Linked DNA regions of Oryctolagus cuniculus: region 2 is linked to region 1. A link is a contact called in public Hi-C data. All regions are on one chromosome and are shown on one strand. Each heading gives the region's core, a stretch centred on a gene start, on an enhancer-like site or on the middle of the called end of the contact. The rest is flanking DNA. Distances are from core to core; before and after follow the strand shown.

Region 1 (4,116 bases), core at 1,003-3,502:
TTCCAGTTCCACCCGTGGCCGTGTGCAGCTCAGCTGGAGCACCTGGAACTAATTTTAGGGTTGCCTGGCTAAGCCCCAAACTGGTATTTGATGTTCGCGTCTTCTCTCGGCTCAAGCCCATTTCACCACCTCTGAAGGTGAGTGCAGGCTGAAATTAATTAACAGTGAGTTGATTCACTGGCATCTCCCAGGCAGTAAAGCAACTATTTGGCCAAAAATAGCCCTCTTCCCACCTCAAATATCAGACTTTCTGCCTGAGCCCTGCCTTCAACATGGCTGACTCACCCACACTTGCACGGTCTATGTGGCTTAAGAACACGGTTTGATCCTAAAAGGGAAGTGAAATACTCTTTAACATCTGCAAGGGAGACTGTTTGAACAGCAGGCCAGCCTTCCGTATGACTGCATTGTTTTTCTGTCCATTGTGGCGCTGACTCAGCATCAGTTAATAAACCCTCTCGAGAAGGCTGGATTTCTCTTGTTTAATTATCATCTTGGAGCTTTCTGAGAACCCTGGGGAATCGTTCATTCAGTTTTATACCCCTGGCACATCCGCCCTCGAGGTCCTGGTTCCTCTTGGTGCTAGCGTCCCCTCTGGCAGAACGTGCAATAACAGGTGGACCTGCAGCAAGTGGCGAGTGTGTGCTGCTTATGTCCCCTAGTGGGAATGTGACTGTTGTGTGCTACAGAGAGGCTGCAAGGACTTAAGACACAGACACCATTTTCTGGCAAATAATCTTTTACTTCCCACTCTTCCCCCCTCTCCCCTACACCCCCCCCCAAAAAAAAGTCTAGAAATTTTCCTGAAGGAGAGAAAATAGATTTTTAAGGCAAACATTTTTATGGTTGAGTTGGACTTCTGTTTTGCTTTGTTTCATTTCTTCCTATAAACAAATAATCAAATGTCCACTTCATTGTATGAGTAAGTTAGTATCATCAGGTTGGGACTGGGTGTGTGTCTGTGGGTGTGTGTGTGTGGGGGGGGGTGTATGCACATGTGTATTTGAAATGCTAGCAAAGACAGCGAAGTCTAAGGTTGAAAGAGAGATGATTGAAAAAAGCAGATACAACTACGTATAGTGAGGCAAGCAGGAAAAGTGGAAGGCTCGTGTTTCAGTGATCTAAGTAATAATTGTACGGGGTGCTTGCTATAAATGGTCTCTTTGCATCATTGTTTCTCTGAACTAGAAGATTCCTTGCTGAAGGCACAAGAGCATTGAAGGAAGTAGAGCATCTGGTTTGTTTTGTAATGAGAAGCAGGAATGCAAGGTCCACGCTCTTAATAATAAACAAACAGGACATTGTATGGCATCATCACAGGATGTCCTTCCTTCAACAGAGGGACTGGCTGAGGCTGGAGGAAAAGGCGGCCAGGGCTCCGAGCGAGCCCACTAATTACTGCCTCGGATGGCTTTCCCCTCGCGGTGTCCAGTTCAGTATCCCCCAAGACTCCCCCGTCCCTTTTACTCACCCTGACCCACTGCTCGGAAGTCAGCCTGTGGGTCCCAGGAGCAGAGGGAAAATGGGGGTGGGGGTGGGGGGTGGGATTCATCTGTAGGATCGTAACTTTTCCCCATGTCCCTGTTTACTGTACTGATTGAAAGAGGAAAGTTGGTTGTGCCAGAGGTGGATGTATTGAGTTAACAGGAGAGAGATGGCCTCCGAGAAGTTTGGGGGGTTGGGGCCCCATTCGCGGGCGCAGACAGTGTCAGTCGCCTTTTGCAAGTGCGTTATGCGCGCCGTCTGCGGACTGCGGGCTCGGGCTGAGCCACACGCTGGCCAGGTACTTTTGAGGTTTCCTTCGCTCTGGGAGCACACACACACACACACACACACACACCCTTTATCGTCCCCCCCCCCCCCCAGGAAGGAGGGCGCTCTGCAATCTTTAGAATACAATACGGCCCAAGTAAACGCCGGGGTGCTGGGCCTTCAAAGGGAAGTCGGAAGATTCCAAGTCATGTTGAAATTCACACGCAAAGAGAGGAAGCAGCTCGCGGCTCGCGAGCCGGGGAAAGCCCTGGGCCGGCGCGGCTCCGGCGAGTCCAGGTGCCTCCAGTGGCCACGCCCCCACTCCAGGCAGCTGGCAGCAGTGAATCAGCCGAGTGGCTAACGAAATCTTACAGCAGGGAGGGGAAAGGAGCCGCCGGGCTGGTTCGCGCACACACACACACGCACACACACAAAGTGCAGCCGTGACGCTCGGCCCTGCAGTGCTGCGGAGCGGCGAGAGCAGCGCGCGGCACCTGTCCGCCGAGAGCCGGGGCGCGGGCGCCGGCGCGGCCGCGGGAGAGCAGGGGGCCGGCGCGGCGCGCGCCTCAGTGCGGCTCAGCCCGCCCGCCGGGACGCGGGCGCGATGTGGGCTGGCGAGACGTGAGCCCGACGCCTCTCCGATGTTGGATATTTGCTTGGAAAAACCTGTGGGGACGACCTTGGTAAGGACGTTGCTTTTATTTGTGTTTGGAAATTGATCTGGGAACTTTTTTCTTGCCTTTTTAACCCCTCTGGTTTTGTTTTTGATCACGTACTCGGGGTAGAAACAAGAAATGCTGTGCTTTCATGCACTTAGGACTGTCAGACTTTTAGAAGACTTTTCCCCCTCTTTATGGATCTTTAACCCTTTCATTTCTAGACATAATTGTCAATTTATTGCAATTTCAGTCCTGGTTCTTGTCCACTCTGGTCAAAGTAATTCCACCGCGGTGGCCTCAGGTTTCCAGTTTCAACATTTTATTCGGCATCGTGACTCTGTATTGGAACTACCTTTTTTTTTTTTTAAGCTGGTTTATTTAAACCGTAACCGAGGGAAACACAATTTTGCTTTTTTTTTTTTTTTTTTTTTTTTTCGAGAGAAGAGCATCCTAGTGAGAGAAGAAGTGGCAGAGTGTGCAAGCTGCCGTGAAGGCTTCCCCAGCGCTCTGTTGACATTTTCACAAGCACACGTCCGAAGTGGGAATGATGCCCCGGCTTCCAGCTTCGACCAGCCACGGCCACGGTGGGGAAGCGTGGCCGCAGTTCCAAGCCTTTTTTTTCCCCTCCTTAGGAAAGCACTTTTTTTCTGAGCGTGCGGGAAGGTTTGCGGGAATATCCTGCTCCATGTACAAGGGGAAGCGGGACTTGTCCTGGGAGCCTGCTGTGTGTGTTAGAACTTTAGTTACAGTAAACTGTAGCGCATCAGTGACTTCTGGGAATTCGCACACTTTCGGATTTAGATGGAAAGGGCTATTTGCAGCTGAGGGCTCCGAAAGGAATCCTCTCCGGGGAATTCTCTGTTTGCCTTCTCCACCGCCCCCGCCCCCGGTCCCGGAGTTGGCGGGAGATGCCCGCAACGCCCAGCGAGGCGGCGGACCGCGCTGCCCCTCGGCTCCCTCCGCGCGCTCCTCGCCCGGGGTGCCCGCGCTCGCCTGCCGCGGGGATGCTGGCGGCTGCAGCCGGGAGCCGGCCGCCCGGCGCGGGGGCTGAGCGAGCGTGCGAGCGCGCGCCGCGCCGGGCAAGGCAGTTGTTTTGAAAGTTGTTTTGCCTTTGGGAGCCGCGGTGGGAAAGTTCAGTCTTCCCCATTTGGAAAAGGCGGGCTGGGTTCCGCTCCCGCAGCACACGCGCTTTCCATTTTTAGCTTCATTCAGAGGCAGACAGAGCTCCTTCCTCTTCCTCTCCTTGTTTGTGACCCTTTTCTGAGGCAGCTTTTCCACAGCGCTGAGGGTCTGGCGGCCATGACCCCAGGCGCTCTGGGACGCCGGACCGAGCGCCCACAACATTTTTCTACCGTGAGAGGTGAAGCCAGGCAGTGTTCAGAGGTGGATCTTGCTGTAATTTCTGTTTCTCCCTCCCGCGCCCCCCCCCTCCCGTGAAGTTGCCACTTTTTTTTTTTTCCTTTTTGACTAACACAAGCATTTAAACCCCTTGCTTCTTCAAGGCTGTTTGGGTCTCACTCAGCTGTACCAAGCGCTTTGCTGCATCGGCTTTGAAAGTCCCTCGGACTGCTGCATTAGTCACAGCCGCTCCGAGGGAGCTGGGAGCCAGCCACCACGCGGGACAATGGGGATTAAAGACCTTCCCCTTCTCTTCCAGGCTGCCCCCAAGTGCAGCTCCGGCGCTGTGACGGCTCAAGAGTTGGCA
Region 2 (4,611 bases), core at 564-3,063, 620 kb before region 1:
ATTATATTATGTGCACTGAAAAGACTGGCCAGGCACTAAAGGGGGATTATTTTTATGGTTCTGATAACAATAAGTCAGATGCCAAAAGCCTTGTACAGCCTCAGATTTTATGAACATTTCTATAGGTGTCATAAATCTTTGAACAATCCATCAAGAACTTATATCTTCTCCCTTGAATGTTGAACATTAAATAAGAGATGGGGCAGGTGTGGGGGGAGACCTGGTCCTGTGGGGACGTGACTGTGCTATCAGCTGCAGGAGGGGTTGGTTCTGGTATTTTTACTCCATTGATTCTCATACTCACTCCTACAAGTGCACGTGTATTTGAACCCTTCTTGGTATACCTGGAGGAGTCAAGCTCTGTCCTCATCTCCATATTTTAATTTTCAATTTCGATGTTTCTATCTTACACAGATGCTTCTGAGGACAGTTACTGTTTTGCATCTACACAGAAGGAAAATTTCCCTCTTTGTCCTTATACTGTGTTCCCAGTAATCAGTTGAGAACGGCTTTGCCTTGAGAGTTGATGGCTGACCCTGCTCCATCCTCTGTGGAGGATTCCAAGCAAACACAGGCAGCGAGGGTGGTGGGGCCCAGCCCCTGGAGAAGATGCATGTCCTGGGCCCTAGGTCTTCTCATCATCACTCACTCCTCCCTCCAGGAGAAACCTGTCACTCCTCTGTGAATTCCTGCTAGGACCAAGCTTCAGGATGCTCTTTCTGTTTGCTCCCTGCAGCTCTGCGAGCCACAGATATATTCCTTTTGCTTCCATGCCTAGATTTAGACTACCCTCCAAAGAATAATTTTTGACCTGGGGGCTATAGGATAGATTTGTGGTGTGAAAGAGAAGGAGGGGTAGGAGGAAGGGAGAAGAATGCCCAGGGAGGGTGAGATATAAAAACCAGTGGAGTTGACTTGAGATGAGGGAGATGTGGCACTGGGGGAGCTTTTCATTGAAATAAACCAAAGAGATCACAACATATTTTCAAAAAATCAACTTTGAAAAAGGCTCTTTCTTTTTCACCCCATGTGTATATTCGTGGCTAAACCTCATTAGAAGAAGTGTCTAGACATAGCAAAACTAGAGAGAGAGAGAGACAGACAGACAGACAGACAGACAAAAAGACAGAGAGGATGGTTCTGGCAGCCAGAAAGGCAGCTCCGGATACTCCAGTCTGCAGATGTGTTGTGCACTGGGTTTGGAATCCACTCGCGGGTAGCTAGCTAATGGCACGGAAGGGGTTGCTTAGTGGAGATGAATATGAGAATGGAGATTACAACCCGAGATAAACCAAGCGTCTTTTATTTAGTATCATTGGAACTGTTTTCACTTATCTGCACAACTCTTTTCTTTTGTGCCTCTTAATTTGTCCTTGAAGCTCTGTATCTAATCATTAGTTGAGCAACCAATAATTCTCCCTCAGTCCCCCACCCCTTTTTACAACCAACTTTAATCTTTCGACTCAGTGAAAAACATGTTTCCCCTATCATAACTGGTTTAACAAAAATTCTCTTTCAAGTTTAGATTACTCCGATACAATGGCTTTCCTGCAGCCTCATGCTGGAGAAAGGAATTTACATTAGAAAAGAGAGATTTATGATAGCATTGGATTTCCATTTGAATATGGAGAGTTAATAACCTGCATATGTTTTTTTATTATTATTATTTTAAGGTCTAAGCTACGCCATAGGCAAGAGGAAAGCTGGAAACTGCAGGGCTGGCAGGGCTCAATGAGTACCTTTATCTGGATTTCATTCACAAACAGCAGCTCTCTCCTCGGGAAGGGAGCTGTGCGTCTCCCCAGATCGGAACTGGAGTAAGGGCCAGGATTTCCTGATTTGTTTACATTTCTCAAAAAACTTTTTTCCCCCGGACTAGGACAGAATTAGACTTCCTTTTCCACTTTTGGCTCCTTCCAAGCTATTCTTGCCCAAGGTATTCTCTCCCCTTTCCCTGCATTCTTTGTTGAAGTCTCAGCTGGGTTCTTTGTCTCACAGAAACACAGAGAGGCAATGAAAGATGTTGGCGGAAGAGTAAGGGCCATAATGACAACAATGAGCCCACCATGGCCGGGGGTTTCCTGGACACAGTGTGGTCTGCCTGACCCATGCGTCTGGGATCCGCTGTTGTGTCTCTCATCGACCCTTGGAGAGGATTCTGAGAGGTTCCGTGTGATACACCAAGTTACCTTGCTAGGTCTTTGCACCCTAAAAGGAGAAATGGCCATCACCCGTCTTCCACACACATCCCCACAGAGGAGATCTGTGGTTCAGATGGTGAGACATCAGCCCAATCCAAGCATGGGATACGAGTGTTGGGCTCCCAGGCTCCTAGGCCTCAAGACTGTAGGGGTTCGACTCCACCCTGCTAGCTCTTCTGCCCTGCTGGGTTTCACTTTCACCCTTCTAGCCCATCTGTAATTGTCCTAAAGGCTGGTTTTGAAAATTGACTTTAAGCTCATTTGTTTATAATTGTTTTGCAATCTGGAGCTTAGTCCCTTTTCTTACCAAGGGAAACGCAGGCCACGGTCAATGGCCAATCTGAATGTACAAAAGAGAACCAGATCGCGTTGGGGGCCCCTTGAACAAGACCAAGTCAGAGAAACACAGAGCCTTTTGAGGCGAGGGGACAGGTTTTGAACAGACAGGTGTAAGTCGCTTGTTTATTGACATTTCTATTTCTTTTTCCTTCTCTCTTGTTTCTGAGGCTCAAGGCCTCTTTTGATTTCACTGGTTAAGTCATCTCTGTTTTGAAACACGTCTGCCATTCTGGCCCTGGGGATAACTGTGCAAATTGTCTGGAAGTAACCCTATCCTGCCTCCTTGAAGTCCCTTTTCCCCATCCCAGGGGTCCCAGGGCAGTCCCTGTCATTTGTTCTTTCTGCTTTCCTGGAAATCAAACCCAGCTCTTGGCAGGGGGTCAGATACCTTCACTTATACTGGAGCCTGGCTCTAAACATTAGCATTATACCAGGATCTTTTGTATCATAACACAAGAAATCTCAAGGTAAAGGAATGAGTTTCTGTTTGCGGCACTTATGCTACTGGTGGAGGAAACTTCAGGAAATAAAATGTACACGTGTTCTCACTTTGAGGGTGGTGTTTGATAAAAATGATAGAAGGCCACTGTTTGGGGCTGAGCTCCTGTGCAAGACCCCTACAAAGCAGGTGAAAAATCAAAATGGAGTCACTTATGCTGAAGTTCTAGGTCATCAGGCTGAAATTAAGCTGTTTATTTGACCATCTGGGAAAACAGGATTTGAGAGAGAACAAATTTCCCCAAAACAGGCTATTTTGAATGTGTGATAGTGAGGTCCCCTTTGTCTCACATCCTGACACAAAAGGGGTAACCCAAAGTAACCTGATACAAACCAGCTAGTTTTCTGTTGTGCTGTTTTCTGTCTCTGCCTTATAAGGAAAGCAACTTGGACTGGACCAGCTTGTTGTTTTGTTTTTGTTTCTGCTTTCTTTTGTCTTTAAAACCAACCTCCTCAGCTTAGCTCATCAGACTTCTTGCTCTATTTGTTTATGGGACAAAGTGTTGCCCAATTCTAGAACTGAAAATAAAGTCATTTCGGATCAAGAAACTCAGCTGCAATTTTGTCCTTGGTGGGTCATCTTTTGTCCTTGACAGGTCAAGGCAGGCATGTATGTTTATTGGTACTTATGAGGATGAGAGTCTTTCAAACAAAAGGTTAGTGGGAAATGCAATTAATTAAAAGATAAGTTTCTTTTGGTGCATAAGACTCTGAAAGTCATGCGTAATTTTTTCATAACATACATCTTTCTGAGAACGTTCCCAAGTATCCTTGTATACACTTGTAGATAAACACCTGCAGAAAGAAACACCCTTCTGCTGCTGTTGCACTGACTGATGAGTAACCAACAACCTTTTCTGAACCATTTACTGAGAAAGCTCAGTTATGAATCAAGGCAATATTTAGCTATTCTGAAATGACCTGTCATAGCACTCACGCACTCACTCAAATGAGTACATGGTGCCTACTTTTTAGCGGGCCAAAATAGACTTTCTTCCGTGACTTCCTCCCAATGTGAGACTGAACCAATGGCTATATATTTCACTGCAACCTACACACACAATAAGCCGTACCTAGAGGACTAATGTACAAAAAGAAAAGTTATTGGAACACTGGCACATTTAGACATATCCAAGGGATTTTTTTTTCTTTTTCTCGCTATTGGTTTTAGAGACATTACTGTAGGCATAAGTATTGCGATGGAAACCGAGGTTCAGAGCCTTGAGGATTTGAAGGAGGCTGTTTATGCTGGGGGCTGTCTTCTAGAGTAAGCACTTAGAAAGCTATCAGTGGGTAAGCGCAGGCAAAGAGCATGTTCTGTCATCGCGTGATGCCTTCCCTAAAGTTCAGAAAGAGGTCTAGAGTGAGTCCTGGCATGAGACACACCTAAGGGTGGGAAAAAAAATCTACAGAGAAGCCAACACGTTCGGTTTGATGGGAGGGAAAAAAGTCAGATTTGAAGAACAGTGTTTGTAGAACATTTAAAATCTGCTTGACTCACACGAGCACAGATGGAACCAGGTGGTGGAAATTGCTGTATTTTATGCAGTAGACACAGAAATTGCAGGTTTAT

Evidence for each region. A called contact is a pair of places that touch in the nucleus more often than the background predicts.
Region 2: a Hi-C map of an unstated tissue shows a contact between it and region 1, with 7 times the contacts expected there. The contact joins the enhancer-like site here to the promoter of PRDM1 in region 1. A contact is called at or near these places in 3 of 6 Hi-C or Micro-C datasets (ear pinna, psoas muscle and an unstated tissue).

The regions. Positions count from the first base shown.
Region 1 is chr5:65,165,607-65,169,722 of mOryCun1.1, reverse strand. PRDM1 (PR/SET domain 1) reads left to right here and starts at 2,252. Exons shown (of 7, transcript XM_002714871.5): 1 at 2,252-2,435; 2 at 4,069-4,116. The coding sequence starts at 2,394.
Region 2 is chr5:65,783,358-65,787,968 of mOryCun1.1, reverse strand. No RefSeq gene overlaps it. Among named protein-coding and RNA genes, the nearest start is that of PREP, 87 kb to the left of the region's middle. Within about 2 kb of position 1,813, at least 1 of the 8 cell types and tissues checked has an H3K27ac peak or open chromatin away from gene starts, as enhancers often do.